Linked DNA regions of Mus musculus: region 1 is linked to region 2. Evidence: chromatin contacts called from public Micro-C data. All regions are on one chromosome and are shown on one strand. Each heading gives the region's core, a stretch centred on a gene start, on an enhancer-like site or on the middle of the called end of the contact. The rest is flanking DNA. Distances are from core to core; before and after follow the strand shown.

The links. Hi-C and Micro-C count contacts between places; a contact is called where the count stands out from the background.
Region 1: a Micro-C map of embryonic stem cells shows a contact between it and region 2, with 6 times the contacts expected there. The contact joins the promoter of Shmt2 here to the promoter of Hmga2 in region 2. A contact is called at or near these places in 1 of 39 promoter capture datasets (cranial neural crest) and 1 of 484 Hi-C or Micro-C datasets (embryonic stem cells).

What each region holds. Positions count from the first base shown.
Region 1 is chr10:127,521,029-127,524,103 of GRCm38.p6, reverse strand. Shmt2 (serine hydroxymethyltransferase 2 (mitochondrial)) reads left to right here and starts at 1,660. Exons shown (of 12, transcript NM_028230.4): 1 at 1,660-1,816; 2 at 2,989-3,075. The coding sequence starts at 1,784.
Region 2 is chr10:120,474,876-120,477,991 of GRCm38.p6, reverse strand. It overlaps Hmga2 (high mobility group AT-hook 2), which reads left to right and starts at 1,523. Exons shown (of 5, transcript NM_010441.3): 1 at 1,523-2,039. The coding sequence starts at 1,929.

The DNA of each region.
Region 1 (3,075 bases), core at 411-2,910, 7.0 Mb before region 2:
AGATTGTACTCTTATACATAAAAGAAGTAAATAAGTCTTTTAAACAAACAAAACACTCAGCATACATACATAAGCCCCTAGATTCTATCTCTAGCACTGAAAAGGAAACAGAACAAAGACCTCACAGTGAGCACAGTGGTGGCACACCCCTTCAGTCCCAGCACTGGGGAGGCAGAGGCAGGCAGAGCTCTGTGAGTTTGAGCCAGCCTGGTCTACACAGAGAGTTCCAAGACAGCTAGTGATATACAGTGGAACCCTGTCTCCAAAAACCAAAAAACAACTCCACCCCACCTCCCCCCAAAAAAACTGAACCCAAAAACCACCACCAAAACCTGACTCACAGGGCTATGTCTCTGTCTCTGTCTCCCTCCTTCCCTCCATCCATCCCTCCCCCCTCCCTTCCCCCCTTCCCCCCCTCCCTCCCTCCCTCCCTCCCTCCCTCCCTCCCTCCCTCCCTCTTATCTGGGTATAAGAGAACAAAGTGAAGTGTTTCGTGTTGTCTGGGTCACTATTAGTGAGCCCCTTGTGTCTCCAGGGCTAAGGCATGGCTAAATGTCTACTGAATGAGTAAAGGTATAAAATGGCTATCAGAGGCCAATGGTTCTCAAAACCACTGCTTCCTGGAATCCCCAAGAGGTTTGGTTGTGTGTCTCTGAGCAGAGGCCTTAAGAAGATGTCCTCAAGCGGTGGTGGCGCACGCCTTTAATCCCAGCACTCAGGAGGCAGAGGCCAGCAGATTTCTGAGTCCGAGGCCAGCCTAGTCTACAGAGTGAGTTCCAGGATAGCCAGGGCTACACAGAGAAACCCTGTCTCAAAAAACAAAAACAAAAAACAAAAACAAAAACAAAAAAACAAAACACAAAACAAAACAACCCCCCCCCCAAAAAAAACAAAAACAAAAAAAGAAGTGGGCGACTGCTGGGGAGTAAGGGAGATGTAAATAAGAAACGAATGCAAACCGTGTGAGAAGAGGAGGGATGGCTACTCTGCTCTCACCTGACAGCTGGATAGACACAGAGGAGGCAGGCTGTGAGTCAGGGGAAGAGGACAACCCACCGGAGCCAGCGTCCGAATGCGAAGTTTCATTTAATCCCTTCTACAAGCTCTTTGTGTTGGAGTGGGCAAAGTGTGACAGGCTCATCTGAGGTCCACTGTCCTCTAACTTCACATGTAGCTGAGGCTACTAGCCTTGACCTTTCAATCTCTCTGTCTCCACTTCCCTAGTACTGGAATGACAATGTCATGGTTTAACATTGGAAGAAACGGAGGACTTTGTGTTGTAATCCTAAAGCAAGGATTTGAGTCTTTTACCCTTTCAAACTATATCTGCTTTCACTGTGTGTATTTATCTTCTAAATATGTTTTAAATCTCCCTGAGAACCATATGCTAGATATGCTTGGTAGGCATAAACCACACGAAAATAAACAAACAAACAAACAAACCAAAAAGCGCTTGCCTGGAAAACCGGAAGGAAAAACAAAACAGAAACTCTGAAGAGCTTCAAGAAAGGACATGGAGGAGCTTTAAGTCTAAGAACTTTTCAGGCAAAGCTCTCCATACCGGGACTTGTATAGATGGGAAAGAGCAAAGTAAAAAACTACAATTCCCAGAAGGCAATTTTTTAAAAAAACCCAGTACTGCGCATGCGCAGGGAACGCCTCTTTCACTCGAACTTCACGGGGGCAATTTTCTCGCGCACGCGTTCTAAGAGCAGCTGGTTTTCGACCCCGGTACTACACCGATACAGAGTTAGTGGCTAGTCCTCCTGTGCCTCCTGTAGCGATGGTATCCTTCTCTTTGCTTCGGACCACTCGGGTAAGAACAGGGTTCTGTTTACTGGATGATCAGTGGAAAGGCCCACCCAAAGTGGGGTTCTCCTGGCTCCTTGCTGCACGTGTTCTGGGGCCTCGGGGAACAGATGCTTAACCAGGAAATCCCTGAGACAGCACATGTGCGGTGGCTGGGCCCCTAGTTCTGGCGATCAGACGACCTAGGTAGGGTCTTGTAGTCACCCAGTTGACACGACTCTTAAGGTAAAGGTCCGCAGACGCTGTGTTAACAATATCCTAGCAAACAAGTGGGGTTCCCGGCTTCGATGCGCTAGTTGAATTTTTCCCGCCAGCTCTGAGCTATGGAGATGATGCAACCGAGCCTCAGTACTTTCATCACGCAAGGGTCCTGCTGCTGTGTGGGCAGGAAGGAGGTAGCGAGGTGCTGTGTGTGTGTGTCTGTGAGTGTGAGATAAAATTAAGATTTTGGGCAAACACCTTCAGCCTACCCCAACTCCCGCCAGTACACAACTCTTTCCAAGAACTGCTTAAAAGTCTATCCTCCTACTTTTTAAAGGTTGCTCTGGAAACCACCCTTTAAAAGCCTCTGGTGTTAAGCCCTGTTAGCTTGGTATCTTCTCTCATGGAGGTATTCATGTCCGGAGGCCCTGCAGGAAGTCCACCTCTTATGTTTATGAATATTTTAACTGCACTGTGTGTGCACTGCGTGCATGCCTGGGTACCCACAGAGGTCAGAGGAGGGCATCAGATCTCTTGGAACTGGAGTTACAGATGGTTGTTAGCTGTTTTGTGGGTGCTGGAAGATGAACCGCTGTCCCCCACAAGAGCAGCCAGGACCTTAGGATGGTCATTTTGTTCCTGTGTGTGGGGAGACTCTGGAATCGCAGTGTCTCTCACCTGAATTGGAGGGACATGGGCTTCTGGGGCACAAGCTTTGCTCTGTGACTTTGCAGAGTCACTCAGGGTGATTAGGGATGCGTTGTGTTAGAGTTGACCAAAACTGCCCTTTGGATAATGATCTGAACCTTTGACTCTAGAACTTGCTATTCAAGATGAAAGTGGGGGTAGAGAGCACTGACTGCTGGCCGGACCAGGCTGCGTACTTAGCCAGAGGGCTCGATCTGTACCCATGACTGAGGGCAGCTGGGAGAAGAGATCTGGACAATTTTTAATTAACCCTGGCCTTTCTGCCCTGAGCCTCTGCAGAGATGTGGTCAGCTGGTCTGCATGGCTGCCCGGGCCCAGCACAGCAAGGTGGCCCAGACGCAGGCTGGGGAAGCAGCT
Region 2 (3,116 bases), core at 274-2,773:
AAGTTGACTGTGGCCACGATGGTGTTCACATAACTTAGAAACAGCCCAGGCTATAAAATTAGGACTTGGCAGAAAGGAATTCTGAGGGAGAAGGTTAAAATGAAGGCAAACTTCAGGCAATTGGTGCGGTGGAAGGATAAGTGATCGGTAATATCCCATAGAGTTATGGGCGTCCCAGCACGGGGGTGCAGCGCCTGCTCCAGGAGTCAGTCCTGGGGGAGGGGACCTCGATAAAGGAGCTGGCACACTCGGTGTTCCTGTGTATAGTGTGCAAGTGTGTGCTTTTGTTGCGAATGTGCTTACTGGCACCATCGTGTGTCTGGTAGTGTGTGCTTAAGCACGGGTTTGTTTGCATGCCTGCTTGCCAGTGAAGTGTGTGTGCGCGCACACATGAATTTTCGTGCAAGCTTGTCTGCGATCACACGCGTGGGCCCGTGTATCTTTGTGCACGCTTGTTTGTGCGCCGGCCCGTGCACTCTGGGGTGAGGGCATTTCTCAGTGGAGCGGGGGGGGGGGGGGGGTCGCAAGGGGCGCTCCGACTCCTTGGTCGCTCTTTTCCCGGGGCTGAAATAGTAGACAGCGGCGGTTGACCCTGAATGCTTCCGGAAACTTCGGGCAACCCTCGGTGGAAGCACAGGTAGAAGCCAAGCTCTCCAGGGTGACTCTGAGATAGTCATTTTCTTTCGCCTTCCTAGGACAGCCGCTCAGGGGTGGCCTCCAGCGGCGATCCGGCAGGAGAGCCTAGGCCCTGTCTTTTTAACCCCACTGCTGGCGGGAGCACGTGAGCCGGGGCTCCGGGTGGCAACCGGGCGCCGCCGCCTTCGAGGCAGTTGTGTTTCGAACGCTGCCTCTGGCCCGCGGCCAGGCGCCTGGGCTCGGCTGTCCGCCTGGCCTGCCCCCTCCTCTTGCTTCTCCTGCAGCCCCCTCCCCTTTATCCGCCCACGATCAGAGGTGGGCACTCCCCGTTCCCGCCACCCCCTCCGCAAGTGCGAGCGCGCGTGTACACACACGCACACGCACGCACACACTCATCCCTCTTGAATCCCGGGCAGGAACTCTGAAAACTTGCAGCACGGGCAAAACTTGGGCTCCGGGTGCAGAGCGCAGAGGCCAGCAGCTTGTCCCTCTGCATCTGTGCAGTGCCGCCGCCTGACCCCGCCACCCGAGGAGGCGCGGTGCCACCCACTGCTCTGTTCCTTGCTAGAGCTGAGCTGGGCGCCCTACCGGATCCTGGCAGAAACTTCCACTCTCTCCTCGGTTTCTGACCGCACTAGTCAGTCTCTATCTCTGTCCCGTTCTGTCTCTTTGTCTCTGTCTCTCTCTGAGTTTCTGTCTCTGTCCCTCTTCTCTGTGTCTCTCTCTGGCTCTCTGCGTCTCTGTCTCTCCTTCCCGCCCCCCTCCCTCTCTCTCCCTCTGGGGTGGGGGAGAGGAGGCGGAATTCTTTCCCCGCCTAACATTTCAAGGGACACAATTCACTCCAAGTCTCTTCCCTCTCCAAGCCGCTGCCGAGCGTCCCAGTACCCGCAACTCCCGAGCCTTTGCGGAGAGAGCAACCCTCTCCGCCTCCAACTCTTCCCTCTCCTTCGCTTCCCGCCTCCTCTCCCTACCTCCACCTCTACCTCCGCCACCCACTGCCCGCAGCGCCTCCTCCTTTCCTCCTCCTCCTCTCCTCCTCCTCTCTTCCTCCTCCCCTCTCTCTTTTTGGCAGCCGCTGGACGTCCGGTGTTGATGGTGGCAGCGGCGGCAGCCTAAGCAGCAGCAGTAGTCCCCGGCGCACTCGCCAGCTCGCCTGCTCTCGCCGCTCTTGCCCTCTCCAGCTCTCTACATCCCGTCTCCCGAAAGGTGCTGGGCGGATTCGGGGCGGCGGAGGCCGAGCGGCTGCAGCGGCGGTACCGGTAGAGGCAGTGGTAGCGGCGGCGGGAGGCAGGATGAGCGCACGCGGTGAGGGCGCCGGGCAGCCGTCCACATCAGCCCAGGGACAACCTGCCGCCCCGGTGCCACAGAAGCGAGGACGCGGCCGACCCAGGAAGCAGCAGCAAGTCAGTACGCCGACGCGGAGGGGCCACTCAGCCCACCCGCGACGCCTCTGCCCCCGGGGCCCCGCGACACGCCGGGCGACCGGAGCGCGGGAGCGCAGCGGCTACGGCAGCGCAAGCTAGCCCGCCTGCCACCCGGGTGTAGGTGGGGCGGGAGACCGAGTTCCCCTGGAGAGTGCGCGGCGCAGTCTCTCCGGGTACCCGCGCTCCCCGGCTCCAAGAGCTGGGGTCCCGCGGCGAGCCGTAGCCACCCGGTGGAGGTGGGGTCGCGCGAATCGTGGACAGGGACTTTCGCTATTGTGCGCAGCCCCGGAGCGGCGCGGCGTGGCTCGGGGGGGGGGCATCGAGCCTCGGGGGTCCCAAAGAATAAAAGCGTCGCTTTGTCAGCCGCTTTGGCGACTGGGGGGACTGGGGAGTTCAGGAGGGGCAGGACTGCGAGTCCGAAGCTCTTAGACCCGCGGCTTTCTCCGGCTTCTCGGGGCCGCCTTCCCGTAGGAGGCTGATGCGCCGCGGCCGCCCCCTCGGTGCCCTCCCCACACTCCATGGCCCAAGGCTCGCGCCCTCCCGACAAAGAACGCGTGCGGAGCCGACTGCCCGCCTGGTGCTCCTCCCGAGGATATTTAAATGCCTGCCGAGCTGCTACAGCCGCCGGGGCTGGCGGGGAAAGGATCCCGGAGGATCCCAGGCCCCCGCGGGCCCGGGAAACGCGCTTCGCCCAGGGAGCTCTGGAAGGAAAGTGCACGGTAGCCAGGGTCGCTTCCCCGCCAGGAGTCGGGTCCCTCTTTGGCTCCTCGATCCCGCTCCTCTGAGCAGCCCAAGTTTTAGCTTCCTCTTGGGCGAGTGGCTGGGGGCTGGGAAGGGACGGTCGAGGGGCACCCAGGACCCCGCGGAATGGAGGGTTTTGTCTGCGGATGCAACCAATTAAGAGTGCAAGCCGGCTGTTGCAGAGTTGTGCGCAGCGCCCAGGGCCGGGGGCGGGCGGGCGGGCGGGCAGGGGGTTGGGACGTTCGCAGCAATTTCCAAGCCTAAGGACGCGTCTATTGAGAACAGTAAAACTCCCTTCCCGGCCTTTAAAAAAAA